2 separate regions of the Gossypium hirsutum genome follow, and region 2 is linked to region 1. The links are chromatin contacts, called in public Hi-C maps. All regions are on one chromosome and are shown on one strand. The core of a region is the stretch at or near the end of the contact, and the rest is flanking DNA. Distances in the headings are between cores, read along the strand shown. Region 1 has its middle 10 kb from the start of LOC121225794. Region 2 holds the start of LOC107886536 (paramyosin).

What was found. A called contact is a pair of places that touch in the nucleus more often than the background predicts.
Region 2: a Hi-C map of leaf shows a contact between it and region 1, with 4 times the contacts expected there. The contact joins the promoter of LOC107886536 here to the enhancer-like site in region 1. A contact is called at or near these places in 12 of 34 Hi-C or Micro-C datasets (anther, callus, fibers and 2 more).

Annotation. Positions count from the first base shown.
Region 1 is chrA03:95,840,237-95,848,105 of Gossypium_hirsutum_v2.1, forward strand. No RefSeq gene overlaps it. Among protein-coding and RNA genes, the nearest start is that of LOC121225794, 10 kb to the right of the region's middle. Within about 2 kb of position 2,750, at least 8 of the 9 cell types and tissues checked have an H3K27ac peak or open chromatin away from gene starts, as enhancers often do. A contact at or near this core is called in fibers, hypocotyl and leaf, where this site is marked.
Region 2 is chrA03:95,882,362-95,890,230 of Gossypium_hirsutum_v2.1, forward strand. LOC107886536 (paramyosin) reads left to right here and starts at 5,216. Exons shown (of 6, transcript XM_016810525.2): 1 at 5,216-5,338; 2 at 5,533-7,007; 3 at 7,116-7,192; 4 at 7,348-7,459; 5 at 7,632-7,748. The coding sequence starts at 5,601.

The DNA of each region.
Region 1 (7,869 bases), core at 1,500-3,999:
TTTTGGGTTCAGATTTATAATATTCCTATTGGGCTTTTCTCTGAGCATATGGCTTTACAACTTCGAAATTTCATAGGGGTTTTTATGGAATATGATGGTTCTAATTTAGGGAAAGAAAATCATAATTATATGCGTATAAGAGTTCAAGTTGATGTTCGTCATCCCTTGAAACGAAAGAAATAGCTTATGTTTAATGGACAATGCTCATATGTTCATTTTAAATATAAAAGACTGTCACTTTTTTGTTTTTACAGCGGTAGATTGGGCCATAGTGATTCCTTCTGTGAAGCAAAAATGACGGTAGGAGTGGAAATTGCTAAAATGGGATGGGATTTATCGTTGAGAGCTCAATCCCAAAGAGCTCTTGCTATGAAAAGCGTTTGACTACGTGAGGAAAGGGAAGGGTAATGGGGAGAAAGTCGAGTGAGGCGTAAAATCCCAAGAAACAAGTTCGGGGTTGTTGGAAAAAATGCTGAAACCAAGAATAATACTGATCCTGTTTTGGGTTTTAATTTGGAAAGGTGACTATATAATTCTCATCAAAGGGCCGACAATTCATTCCCCATTTATCTGCCTATTACTATGGATCATGATCTTAAAGATAGTGTATTAATTGGAGAGGAAGGTAAAAAGAGGGCTAGAGGGGAAGGTGAAGATTTAACAGGAAGTGAAGAGGACAATTTTAAGGTGACACGAAGCAAGGGGGTAAAAGAAGTTAATTATTTATTGGCGGCTACCACAAGGCATGCCGACCAAAAGCAATGAAAATCTTAAGCTGGAATGTCCGTGGATTGGGGAGTCCCCAGACAATTCGTAGACCTCGACATTCGCTGAAGTTATATAATCCTCAAATAGTCTTCTTTATGGAGACAAAAGTTTGCAGAAGTCGTAAGGAATAAGTTCGCAAAAGTTCTAGTTTTTTTAATGGAATTGACGTCGACTCAAGTGGTTCTAGGGGTGGGTTATGTTTGGCTTGGAAAGGAGATATCAATGTTTAACTTCAGAGTTTCTCGGGAAGGCATATTGATGTGATAATAGAAGATGTGGATGAATATCATAAATGGCGATTTACTGGGTTTCATGGATCACCTTATCATCAAGATAGAGATGTAACGTGGAGACTATTAAGACAATTGGGTCATGCTGAAGAGCCTCTATGGATGGTACGTGGAGACTTCAACGAAATTCTATATGGGTTTGAGAAAAAAGATGGTTTACTTCGTGAGGAATGGAGAATGAAAGCTTTTAGAAAGGCGCTAGAACATTGTAATTTATCTGATTTGGGCTTTTTTAAGAACGGGTTCACATGGGAAAGGGGTAATTTTTCAGAAAATAATATTCAAGAGCGTTTGGACAAAGGTGTAGCTAATAATGATTAGGTGTCTCTCTTCCCAGAGTATCAAGTTCGACATCTCCCTCATTCCTTCTTAGATCATTGTCCATTGCTTAGAACCACAATACGTGAAGTTGGGAGGCAAGGTAAAAGAAAGTTCCAGTTTGAAGCATGTTACGTTATGGAGAAATCATTCTTGGGAAAGGTTAAGAGTATATGGGAAAGCTCAAATGGGAACTTACTTCATAAACTGGACTGTGTTCAAAATGGGTTACAGAATTGGGCTGATGACATTCAACATAGTAGAAAAATTAAGAAAGAGGTCCTCCAATTAAAGTTGGCAAAACTACTAGAAGAAGACATAAGTGATGAAAATTTGGTGGAACTTATTGATACAAAAATTGCACTTAGCTTAGAGATTGAGAAAGATGAGCGGTATTGGGAACAAAGGGCGCGTATTAATTGGTTAAAATTAGGTGACAGGAACGCTGCCTTTTTTCCATAAGCAAGCGAAGCAAGCGATGCAGAGACAAGACAACGGAGGAATCTTATTAAAAAATTACAAATGGACTATGGTAGGGAAACGGAAGTTTAGGAGGAAATGGAAGAAATAGCAAGATCATATTTTCAACATCTGTTCTTGGATGGAAGAAGAGGAGATTATAATCACGTTTTAGAGGGAATTGATCGCTGTGTCCAAGAAGAAGACAATCTAAAACTCAAGGCACGCTACTCGAAAGAGGAGATACGTGAGGCATTAAAAGAAATGGGCCCAAAAGGCACCAGGAGAGGATGGTTTTCCGGTAATATTCTACCAGAAATGCTGGTCGATTATAGGGGAATAAGTCCAAAAGGCACCAGGAGAGGATGTTTTTCCGGTAATATTCTACCAGAAATGCTGGTCGATTATAAGGGAAGAAGTTTCATCTTATTGCCTTAACATACTAAACGAAGGTATGGATATGAGCCCAATTAATAAGACAAATATTGTGTTAATCTCGAAGGTGGTGAATCCCTTGAATATCACTCAATTTCAACCTATTAGCTTATGTAATGTGCTGTATAAATTGATTGCCAAAGTTATTGCTAATCGTCTCTGAATTATGATAAATAAATGTATTGATTCAGCACAAAGTGCTTTTGTGCCCAGAAAGTTAATCTTTGATAATGTACTACTGGACTATGAGCTTCTTCATACTTGAAAGCACAAGAGAATAGGGAAAAAAGGGTTTATGGAAGTGAAGCTGGATACAAGTAAAGCATATGATAGGGTCGAATGGAGTTTTGTGAAAGAAATAATGAATAAAATGGGTTTTGATTCAGATTGGGTTGACTCGCTGATGAAATGATCACTACTGTGTCTTATTCGGTGGCTATTAATGATAACATCGATCACACTTTTCTTCCCTCTAGAGGTCTCCAACAAGGGGGTCCTCTGAGCCCGTTTTATTTTTATTCTGTGGGGAAGGATTATCTAGTCTTATGAGGTCAGCATTGAAAGGAAAAATAGTTCGAGGAGTCAAGGCAAGCAGAAGTGGTCCACAAATTTCACATTTATTATTTGCAGATGATTGCATTTTGTTTGGGGTGGCTACAGAAAGAGGAGCAACCTCATTGAACCAGATTCTTCATGAATTTGAATCATGTTCTGGTCAAAAGGTGAACTATTCAAAATCCACCATTTTCTACAGCTCTAAGACAGAAGAGGGGGAAAAAAGAATGATCACCAGAGTGGTCGGAGTTCGTAGTTCAACCGATCCAGAACTGTATTTAGGCTTGCCGAATTTGGTGGGTAGGAGAAAAGAAGAGTCTTTTCAAAATTTGAAGGATAGATTCCAGGTACGAATTGAAAATTGGAGCATTAAGCATATTTCTCAAGAGGGGAAGGAGGTTTTTATTAAGGCCGTTTTACAATCCATCCCAACTTATTCAATGTCTTGTTTTTTACTTTCCAAGTCTCTATGTGCCGAATTGGAAGGATTAATAGTAAAATTCTGGTGGAAAACAAACAGGGGTAAGAAGGGCATTCACTGGTGTGCCTGGAAGGATATCTGTTCATTTATAGAAGAGGGAGATCTTGGATTTCGAAAACTTGACAAGTTTAATATCGCGTTGCTAGCTAAACAAGGTTGGCGTCTAATTACTTATCCAAATTCGTTGTTAGCAAGAGTTTTAAAAGCCAAATATTATCCATCATCTGATTTTTTAAGTGTTCAATTAGGTAACTTACCTTCACTTACCTGGAAAAGTATCTGGTCAGCTAAAGGATTGTTAGAGAAAGGGCTGTGTTGGAGGATTGGTAAGGGTGACCACATTTCCATCTGGTCAGATTCCTGGATTCCAGGACATGAAGCAGACGAGTTGCAGAATTACAGAGGAAATACAAACAAGGAGTTAGTATCAAAGTTGATTAATGAAGACAATAGAACATGGAAAGCAGATACTCCGGTTAATACCTTTAGTGCTGATATCGCGAAAAATATTATGCAGATCCCTTTGGCAAGATCGATACATGAAGATTTCCAAGCATGGGGAAGAGAACCATCAGGCATCTTTTCTGTTCGAAGCGCCTAAAAACTATTACAGAAGTCTACTCGATTTCCTAGTGACGAAATTATACAGGTCGAAAATAAAAATTTCTATAGAAAATTATGGAATTTACATATCCCTCGAAAATTAAAATTACAGTATGGAAGATCTCTTGGAACTATATCCCTACTTTTGCTAATCTCAAACTGAAAAAAGTGATTACTGAAGCTGGGTGTCCTAGATGCAGACAAGCAGAGGAAGATAGCAACCATGTTTTTCGACAGTGCCCTACAACGAAGGAAGTTTGGAGTCAATTAGGTTTTACTTGGGTACTCAATAATAATATTCAGAGTATATGGGAATGGCTCATATGGGTATTTACTCAGAGGACAAACGAGCAGTGTCGCCTTTACTGCTATGGGCTCTGGCTTATCTGGTCAAACAGAAACAAACTTATTTATGAAAATAAAATCTCAAATAGCAGAGACATTTCAAGACAGATAATAACTCAGAAATGCATGGGTTAGAGGAAAAACTACGTATCTGTGAAACAGGCAGACTCTATAACTAGGACAACCGAAGGACAAACGTAAGTATTCACTTCGATGCGGCTTTTGACCAGTATTCTTCCAAATCCACCACAGGGCTGGTGGTTAGAGATAGGCGAGGGGAAATTTTGGCGTCAAAGTCTGTCATTCACTCAAATGTTGCCTCACCGTTTGCAATGGAGGCATATGCCGGATTAGAAGCAGTAAGATTAAGGTTTTCATTGGGCCTCCAGGCATGTGGTATATTTGGTGATTCAAGAACCGTTATAACAAAATGTCAGAGCACGAAAAGAGACAAATCGATTATAGGAGGGATTACAAGAGATATTCAAGATGCGAAGCCATTTTTTCAAGAAATAGGCTTTCATTTTACCCCAAAAACAGCAAACGTTCTTGCGCATGTTATAGCAAAGGAAACATTGAAGGAAGGTGTGGGTTTTTACCTAGAGAACGGCATTTTAGAGTAGATTCAACAAGAGATGGAGAGGTTAAAGCAAAGATGTCCAGACTGATGATAGGATTTGGCCTTGGAAACGTATTGCAAAAGCCTAAAGATTTTCTGAAGATATGAATAGCTCTACTTTTAATGACTGTGACGACTCAGAGAAAAGAGAAATGACATTTAAGTAATCCAGTTGTTTCTGTCGACTGGAGATATTTTTTTAGGATTTAAGTTTCCTATTTTTCTTTTATTTTGTTAGCTATTTTAGTTGCCCGAGGTCCTTTTACTGCTTTTGGGTCTATTTCCCTATTATTTGATTTATTTGTATGGTGTTAGAACCTATTTGTTTTGAGTTTTAGGCCTAGTGTTAAAGCAAACTTTTGTTTTGTTTTCTTATTTAATAAATCCAGTCGAATTTTTTCAAAAAAAAAACTCAACTTATGAAAAAATTAATAATATATAAAAATTATGAGAAAAGCTAAAATATTATAAACTAAAAAAATAGAAACGGATTTTTTTATAGAAATTAATATAAATCAATAAAAAATTTAATAAAAAAATTAATCAACACATTTTTTTTACTAAAATCTCTTTTATATCAACTTACTCATTCGGATATTGCATAAAAAAACTATTTCTTTTATAGTGAATGTAACTAAGGTAAACAATAAAGCATATTTTCAGAACATAAATACTGGGTTATATATCTCACTATATTGATTTATTTAATTGTGGCTTTTAAGGAAATAGTTAATCTCACTTTCATGCACAAGTCAACTTATGGGACACCTAAAAAAAAAGTTTATCATCATTTATAGATGCAGCAATTACTTAAACAAATATGTGCTTCGACTAATTTTTTTATTAATTTATTTGTGTTATAAAATAATTAAATAAAATAATACTAAAAAATAACAAAAGATTAAATTAGTGGAAATTTTTCTTATATCTCATTTCATTCATATAAGGGTTCTATTTATAATTCATTATCATTTAATGCAACACATGTAAATGAAGCTTACTTAAGTGTTTCATTAACAAAACTTGCATATTTACTTTCATAATGAATAAGGGGGTTTTATCTCATAAATGAAGGGGTTAGAATATGGACATCCACATTTATTTGTAACACTTCCCCTTGGATGTCCACTAGAGAAAATTGTGCCTCATTAAAACCTTTATAAAGAAAAACCTTGTGGGATAAAAACCTAATGAAGGAAAAAGAGTACACAATCTCCTGTTACAAGTTGTCTCGTTAAAAACTTTTACTAGAAAAACCCAGTGGGACAAAACCTTGGTTAAAGGAAAATAGTGCAACGTGTTTTTTACTCCCCCGAATGACAATATCACATTACATCTTTCAGTTGACAGATTCCAATATTGTGTAATAACCTTTCAAACATTGAAGTTGACAATGTATTGGTAAAAAGATCTGCTAAATTATCACTAGAATGAATTTGTTGAACTTTTATGTCACATTTCTTCTCAAGATCATGATTGAAGAATAATTTTTGGTGAAATATGTTTCATTCTGTCACCTTTGATGTAATCACTCTTCAATTGAGCTATACATGTTGCATTATCTTCGTATAAGATAGTTGGCATCTTTTATTGTAAAGAAAAATTACATATCTTCCGAATATGTTGGGTTAATAACCTTAGCCAAACACACCCTCGGCTTGCCTCATGCATTGCAATTACTTCAACATGATTTGAAGAGGCAGCAACTAATGTCTACTTTGTTGAATGCCATGATATGACAGTACCTCCACATGTAAATAAATATCCAGCTTGAGATCAACATTTATGTGGATCCGATAAATATCCAACATCAACATAACCAACTAATAGGGATTTTGAATCATTTGAATAAAATAGCCCCATATCAATAATCCCTGTGAGATATCTAAATACATGTTTAATTTTATTTCAATGTCTACGAGTTGGAAAAGAACTAAATCTTGTTAATAAGTTTACAATGAAAGCTATATCAGGTCTTGTGTTGTTTGCAAGATACATCAATGCCTCTATGGCACTTAGATATGGTACTTCAGGACCAAGAAACTCTTCATCATTTTTGCAAGGACGAAATTGATCTTTATTCACATTTAATGATCATACAATTATCGGGGTACTAAATGGATGCGCTTTATCCAAGTAAAATTTCTTTAAGATCTTTTCTATATAAGTTAACTGATGGAAATGAATTTCATCTTTTAAATGCTCGATCTGCAGGCTAAGACAAAACTTTGTTTTTCCAAGATCTTTCATCTCAAATTCTTTCTTTAAATAATTTACTGCATTTTAAAGCTCTTTAGGAGTTCCAATAATATTTAGATTATCAATATAAATAACAATTATCAAAAAATCTGAACCAGACCTTTTTATAAAAACACATAGACAAATTGGATCATTTTTATAACCTTCTTTTAACAAATATTCACTAAGATGATTGTACCACATATGTTCAAATTGTTTTAATCCAATAAAAAAAAATTTTAATTTGATTGAGCAATTTTCCTAATAAACTTTGTATACTTTAAGGATTTTAAATCTTTCAAGGATTTTCATATAAATTTCACTATTAAGTGTACCATACAAATAGGCTGTAACAACATCCATTAGACGCATGTCAAGTTTTTCACATACTGCTAGACTAATAAGGTATCTAAACGTGATTGCATCCACCACATGAGAATATGTCTCTCCGTAATCAATGTCGGGCCTTTGCGAAAATCCTTGTACTACAAGTCGTGCTCTATATATTACGACTTCATTTTTCTCATTTCGTTTTCACACAAATATTCATTTATATCCTACTGGCTTTACATATTTAGGTGTTTAGACTATAGGTCCAAAACCTCATGTTTAGAAAGTGATTTTAATTCTTCTTGAATTGCGTCTTTTCATTTTGGCTAGTCTTTTCTATTTCTATATTCCCCAATAGATTTAGGATTAGGATCCTCATTTTCTTTTTGCTATTTCAATAGCAACATTATAAGCAAAATTGTTGTCGA
Region 2 (7,869 bases), core at 3,966-6,465, 45 kb after region 1:
TAGATTAAGTAGAAGGGGTAAGTTTACGTAAACTCTGTGTGTAATCCCCATACAACAATCAAATAGTAAATAAATAATCATAGTCTGGGCCTAAGCCCTCTATAATATCAATATCAGTGTCAGTTGGGCCATAGCCTATCTCAGTAACAGATATGCAGATACAAAAAAAATCCTACCTAACTATAGCCTCTACACTTCATCTTTGTCAAACCCTACACTCTATGTGAGGATATAATAAACCCACCCATCCCTACACTCCAAATTAGTACTAGATGCAGCACTAGACAGTGATTTGCAGCTGAGCTACCAGTAAATTAGGCTCGAAGCCTTTCAGTACACTTCCTCCTGTCAATATCAAACCCTAACCCGATGCAATGCAACATGCAATTATGTCATGCTATCTCATAGTAATAGTTCATACAATATTAGTTCAGTGAAATATTATCATGCTCAAATACTTATATATGTGTGACAGTCATTCAGTCATTTCATACAATTAGGGTCTAGGTAAACTTACCGACCTTACAGTAGGTTCACAGTCGTCTCGGGCGACTCGTGCAACTTTAGCAAAAAAATTAGTGAAAATGGGCTCACACGCTCGTGTTGTTTGCCTGTGTGGGCCAAAATGCCCGTGTGGCCCACACGGCCTAAATTGGCCTTGGTCGTATGGATCACACGACCTGGCCCAGAATCCCACACGCCCATGTGGTTTGCCTCTATGGGCCCACAAGTCAGTGTGGCCCACATAGCCCAAATCGGTCAAGCTCGTGTCTTTCACACGGCCATGTCTGGTGCGCACGGCCTGGCTTCGTCGACCACACGCCTGTGTTCTATCACACGGCCTACTACATGAGTGACCACACGCTAATGTGGCGTCGACAGAAGGTTATTTCGGCTTTTTTTCGAACCTAGTTTTCTGCATTTCGGGTACACACCTGTGTCGTTTTTTATGTATAAACCATCATGAGCACTCCAGTACTTAAGATTGACCAATATTTCACTTAGTTAATCATTTACATAATCGAATTAACCAATCCCGAAATAATATACTCTTTCCTTGAGCGATAAAAACTTACCCCTAACACTTCTTATTGATTTGTTTACGGAATAGTATGATGAGAGCCTCAATCCCCACGAAACGCTGCTGCCAAAAAATTCAAAATCAAACTAACGAGAATACAAACAACATTTAAAAACGATAACAACCACCATACACTTACCACTCGTGCGTGATTAACAATACAGTGGGAGGGATAGAAAAATACCAGTAACGAAAGGACAGGAAAGAATTCAGGAAAAGAAATTGATAATGGAAGACGAAAAAACTCAGATAATTTCGGCAAAAGGAAAAAGAAAATGGGAAAAGACGTCAATTTTCTGCAGAGAATTTCCTTTGGAATAACATTTTTACTCAAACTCCTAGATTCACTCAACCACTCACCTACTACTTAAAATCCCAACTCTACTGAAATACCCTCACAGAAATAAGCAAAAATTAGCAAGGATTCGAACTCAGGACCATTAGCAAGCCAACACACTAATTAACCACCAGACCAAAAGGCCCATTCTGATATGATTCTACCAATAATTAAACTTAAACCCTACAGGCCAGGTTAAGGCTTCACTTAGAAAAATGCAAAAATTTTCCCAAGACAGGGCTTGAACTTGGGACCTCATACACAGTCCTAGAACACTTAACCACTGAAGCAGATATAGATTTGTGTCAAAATTTACAAAAGCTGAAAAACAAATTTTGGGGCGTTACATGCTGCATGCAAAATATCATATCCCCAAGCTATAACAGGGAGTTTTGTTCTCATAAGAAATGATCTAACTATTAGTTGGAGGCGTTTGATAAACGATTCAGCTCAACCGTTTTGCATGTGAACATGAGCTACAGGATTTTCAACTTTTATCCCAATTGACATAAAATAATTATTCAAAGTTTGGAATGTAAACTCGCCAGCATTAGCAAGATGAATTGTTTTAATTGTATAATCTAAAATTGATCATTTAAACAAGCAATCTCACAAACGACAAGTTGTGCGTTGATAATACATATTGATTATTTTGTAGATGCATCTACCAAAATCATATAATATCACAACCATCCACATGGTGGATGAATGAGCCCATATTCATTTTAGAAACGCAAAACTCTAAATCTCAACTTTAACTAATGAGCTTGTAATAATCAATTATCTTTGAGAATAAACAACACATGAGAATTCTTTAAGTTAAAGAAACTTCTGTTCCGTACTGAATGTCCATATGAATTCTCTATTTTTTTTCATCATATATGATCTAGGATGGTCTAACCGTTCATATCAAATAGTAAAAGTATGTGCTTTTACAAACTTTTAGTTTGTAGTAACATGTGTCTTAATTGCATTAATATGTGCATAGTATAACCTGATGAAAAGCAGATACTCTTTGCAAAACATATTTCTTTCCACATTCAACATTTTAACATATAGATATTCAATATTTTCTCATTTGTAGTCTTGATATGATATCCATTTCAGTGAATATCTATAAAGCTATTTTTTTTTAGACTTTAAAGAAAAAAATGCATCATCTATAATATACTTTACCCTTGAAAAATACTATTATAGCTCTTCTGAAGCCTTTTATTACTTTCGCATTTACCTAATAAGATATTAAATGAGAATAATCTTTTACCTTTAAAGATAGAATATGTTATAGCAAAATCTATGTAACATATGTATTTATTCTTGGGTTTAACCAAAAAATTAGAAATTTTCATATTTTTCTTTAAAAGAAAACATTATTTAAGAAATATTGCAAATAGTCATGGAAAATATATAAAACTATTTTTTATGAGGAAAATTAGAAACATACAAATAAGCTATATCATTAACGCCTTTAAAATCACCATCCTTGTATGCATAGTTAGCTTTAGCATTATATATATATATGTATATATTTGAAAAAGCTATCATTCATTTCATCATTTTGGGCTAACGAAATTTGCCTCAATATAGTTTTTGTTCTTCTTCTTCTTTTAATGGATGCTTTGATAAAGTTTTACTAGATGCTTAAACGTACGTCAGGTACATGACTAATGCATTTTTATACCACATCGGTAGTATGAATTTTCAATAACCTTCAAATATTTTGACTACAATTTTTTTGTTTTACATTATTATTCGTTTTCTAGTGATTAGAAGTATCACTGGTTATTAGTACATTTCCAACCACATCCTCAATTACAATGACAACCATGAACTCTATATTTTCATTTTTCATAATTGTTATGTATTGCTACATTCACTTCGGGGAATGGAGCATAATTAGTGAAACGAATAACTTGTTATTTTGTTTAGCTATAAGAATACATGATATCAATTTATAATACTTTTTAAAACATTTTAAACAGTAAGCAGAGAATTATTGACGCAATCAAGATTACCACTAAGCTACATGTGAACATCAAATAAAAGGAATAAACAATTTTAAAAATATTATTCTCATTACTACAAATAAAACAAAGGTGGAGGTATAGAAACCCATAAAGAAATTCTCGGGTGCAAATGCTGGAAAGAAAAATTCTTTGTGAGCTTTGATCATCTTTATACAAGTTAGCATGTACTAACCTTGCTAGCCCGTAAAATCTAGTTATTATAGCTAAACTAAATGCATTAAAAATATATATTACATTTTACCAGTGCATAATGATCAATAATTAACCAGGTTTACTTGGTTAAGTTGAAATGATGCATGGTGGATATTTAAAAAGAAAGAGAAGTGGTAACTTCCATCATAAATCAACAAATTAAATGGAAAAAACTATGACCAGTAATAACAATAAAAGAGGTAATATTCATCAAGAATTTCAAGAGCTACTTATAGAAAATGTCAAATAGTGTATTGGCCAATCATATTTTAAATAAAATTAGGAACTTAATGCACATGTCAATTGAATGCAAAACACACAAAATTAACAAACAACAAATCTCTTTCAAAAAATGCCTGATAGGTTACATATAACATTATGCATTAACATGAAATCCCAATCTACCACGTAGTCCATAAATAATAAATCCATGAAAGAGTATGCAAGCAGCAATGTAAAACAAACAAACAAATAATATAATATAAAATTTTATGCAAATTATCTAGATCAAGAAAATAAGATATAAATTAAAACAAATTGAAATAATTGAAAAAAATTACTAACCTTTTAAAAAAATGGTGAAAAAATCAAATAGTTTAACAAAAAAAAGATTTGTATGCTTTGAATATTTCTCTTTCTATCAAAATATGATGAACAAATTAAAACAATTATGAAAATACATATGTCGTATATAGTTTAATGGAAGATTTATAGGCAGATAACGTGTTATCAAATAATCAAGTAAAAGAATACTAAAAAAGTAAACAATAGATCAAATCAATAGATAATTTTCGCGTATCTCATTTCACGCATATAAGGGTTTTATTTATAATTATTGCCATTTAATACAACACACATAAATGAAGCTTAGTTAAGTGCTTCATTAACACAACTTGCATATTTACTTTCATAATGAATGAGAGGGATTTTATCTCATAAATAAAGGGATTAGAATTTGGACATCCACATTTATTTGTAACAGTTTATTTGATTTTTTATTTTTTAAAAGTTTTCATTTTTTATTTTTTCATCATTTGAAAATTTTTATTTTATTTAATATTTTCATATTTTTCATATTTTTAGAATAAAATTTTATCATTTTTATAAATTGGAATAAAGTTTTATCATTTTTATAACTTGGAACTTAAATGTTAAGAAATTAATAATTAAATCTAAATTAAAAAACTACACTATTAACTTTTAATTAGGAATGCATTTGGATGAACGATGAATTTTTTTACTATTAATATAAAAATAATAATGAAAGTGAAATTAAATATTATAATGTGAGAGAAAAAATAACTAAATGCACTATCAACCGTCTATTCAAACGGACCATAAGAAATCAATAATTTTTAAGTGCAATTACGAGAAATTATTCGCATTTAAGGGTTTATTTAATTGTTTTTTCAACCCCTAAATTTTCCGGTTGGAAGTCAAATCCTAAAACGTAATCCTCTTAATCAATCTGACCCGTCAAATTAGAATACCAAAAAGAAGCTACTCAACGTGGCACCATCTAAGCCGTATATTCACCAAAACATAAACCTTTTAATTTCATATTTTAAAATTTTAAAATTGTTTTCCTTGTGAAGTTAATTTCCTTTCAAGGCGCTAATAAAATAAAATACCAGAGACCAAGGAGAGACTGGTTGGTAGCTAATCGTGTTCTTTGTTCTTCGGCTTCACCGTCTCGTTTAGGTAACGACACCCCTATTTCTCTTAATCTTAATTTCACTAGACCTCTTTTTGGAAGCAATTTCTGGTTATAATTTAATCGTAATTTATCCTCACCTGTTTTTTTCCCTATTTCAATGATTTCATTTCCTTCCTCCCTTCTCAACTAATATCGATCGGTTACTTCCATTATCTTCCTCCTCTGCTTCCAATTCTAGGGTTCGGATCGCACCAAAATACGGGATTTTTTACTGTCGATTATATAAATAATTGGCTTCTTTTTTAAATGACGAGTGCGGGCAATGAAGAAGTCGATGCAGTGCTCAGTGACGTGGAGTCTGATGAGCCGGTACCGATTGTTATTAAAGATCCGTCTCGAGAGGATGTATCGGTCGAGAAATTCCGTGAAATTCTGGCGGAGCTCGATCGCGAGAAACAAGCACGAGAAGCTGCCGAGAATTCCAAATCAGAACTTCAAGTTTCGTTTAATCGATTAAAAGCTTTGGCTCACGAGGCGATTAAGAAGCGAGATGAGTGTGGGAGACAACGTGACGAAGCTCTCCGCGAGAAAGAAGAAGCTTTGAGATCGAACGATAACTTAACGGCGCAATTAGCTGAAGCTAATAAGATTAAAGTCGAGGTTACGAAACAGAGAGAAGATTTGGCGAAGCAATTGGAGGAAGCGTCCAAGGGAAAAGATGGATTGCGATCGGAGATCGAGACTTCTGCTCATATGCTTGTTTCAGGTATAGAAAAAATATCTGGAAAAGTTAATAATTTCAAGAACTTCTCTGCTGGAGGATTGCCGCGATCGCAAAAGTACACCGGACTGCCCTCCGTTGCTTATGGAGTCATCAAAAGAACAAACGAGATCGTTGAAGAGCTCGTTAAACAGATCGAAACCACAACCAAATCTAGAAACGAAGCCAGGGAGCAGATAGAGCAACGAAATTACGAAATTGCCATTGAAGTTTCTCAGCTTGAAGCTACATTAAGTGGGTTACGAGATGAGGTGGCAAAGAAAACTAATATAATTGAAAATTTAGAGAAGAATATAGCTGAAAAGGATGGGAAGATTGGGGAGATTGAAAAAGAGATGTCGGAGAAGATTAATTTGGCACAGGATGAATTAATGGAGTTGAGGAACTTGACCAGTGAATATGATGATAAATTGAAAATTTGGCAGATGAGGATGGAATTACAGAGACCGTTACTGGTTGATCAGTTGAATTTCGTTTCTAGAATTCATGAAATTATTTATGATGTTATTAAGATTGTTGATGCTGATAATATGGATCAGTCAGATGTATCGGAGTCCTTTTTTCTTCCACAAGAGACAGATTCTGTGGAAAATATACGCGCTTGTTTGGCGGGGATGGAGTCTATCTATGAATTAACAGGAATTCTTGCTGGGAAAACAAAGGACTTAGTGGATGAAAAGAATCGTGAAGTAAAGAGTTTAAACGAAACAGTTGCTCGATTGATTAAGGAGAAAGAACATATTGGTTCTTTACTTAGGAGTGCATTGTCCAGGAGGATGGTATCTGAAAATAAGTCCAAAACTAACGAGTTGTTTCAAACTGCTGAGAATGGTTTGAGAGAGGCTGGAATTGACTTCAAATTTAGTAATCTTATTGGCGATGGAAATAAAGCTGGAGATCCAGGCTCAGACCAGGATGAAATATACACTCTGGTTAGATTTTTTCTATTGCCATTGATTTGTTACATGTTCTCTTTAAGTTTGCATAGTGTTTCAAGGTCATATCTTTCCCTTTTGAGGTTCTATTATGTCATTTGACAGGCTGGTGCTTTGGAGAATATTGTCAAAACATCTCAGCTTGAGATAATTGAACTGCAGCATTCTGTGGAGGAATTAAGGTACCTGTTATTTCGGATTTTTAAAATTGCACAAAATCAATATTCTATCCTCCTGCTTTTGTATGGGACGATTAAAGGAATATTAGGAGTAGAATAGGTTAACATAGAGAGTTTTTCTGCATGAACTGAACTCCATACTGTTCTAATGTATTAAGGGCAGAGTCGAGTGTACTTAAAGAACATGTGGAGGCTCAAGCCAAGGAGCTCAACCAAAGAATGCATCGTATAGAGGAGCTTGAAGAGAAGGAGAGAGTAGCAAATGAAAGTGTAAGTAACATCTCTCTCTCTAATTTTTACAGTAAACTAGCTTAATGTTTGTTCCCATTTTCTTGGAGTACAGTTATCAGATTCTTAGGTTAATTTTAAGTGTTAGAAGAACTGACTAAGTTGCATTTATGCTTCTTTGTGGACATTTAATGCTGACTTAACTAATGTGAAGGTTGAAGGACTTATGATGGACATTGCTGCTGCGGAGGAAGAAATTACAAGATGGAAATCAGCAGCTGAGCAAGAGGCTGCTGCAGGAAGAGCTGTAGAGCAAGAGTTCTTAGCTCAGGTATGTTTGCTAAGATGCTACAGGTCTTTTAATAGATACTATATATCTTGTTTTGTGAACAGTTATCGAAGGTCTTTGTGGTGGCAGTTTTGAGTAGTCATCATCTTGAAGTTCTGCTAGT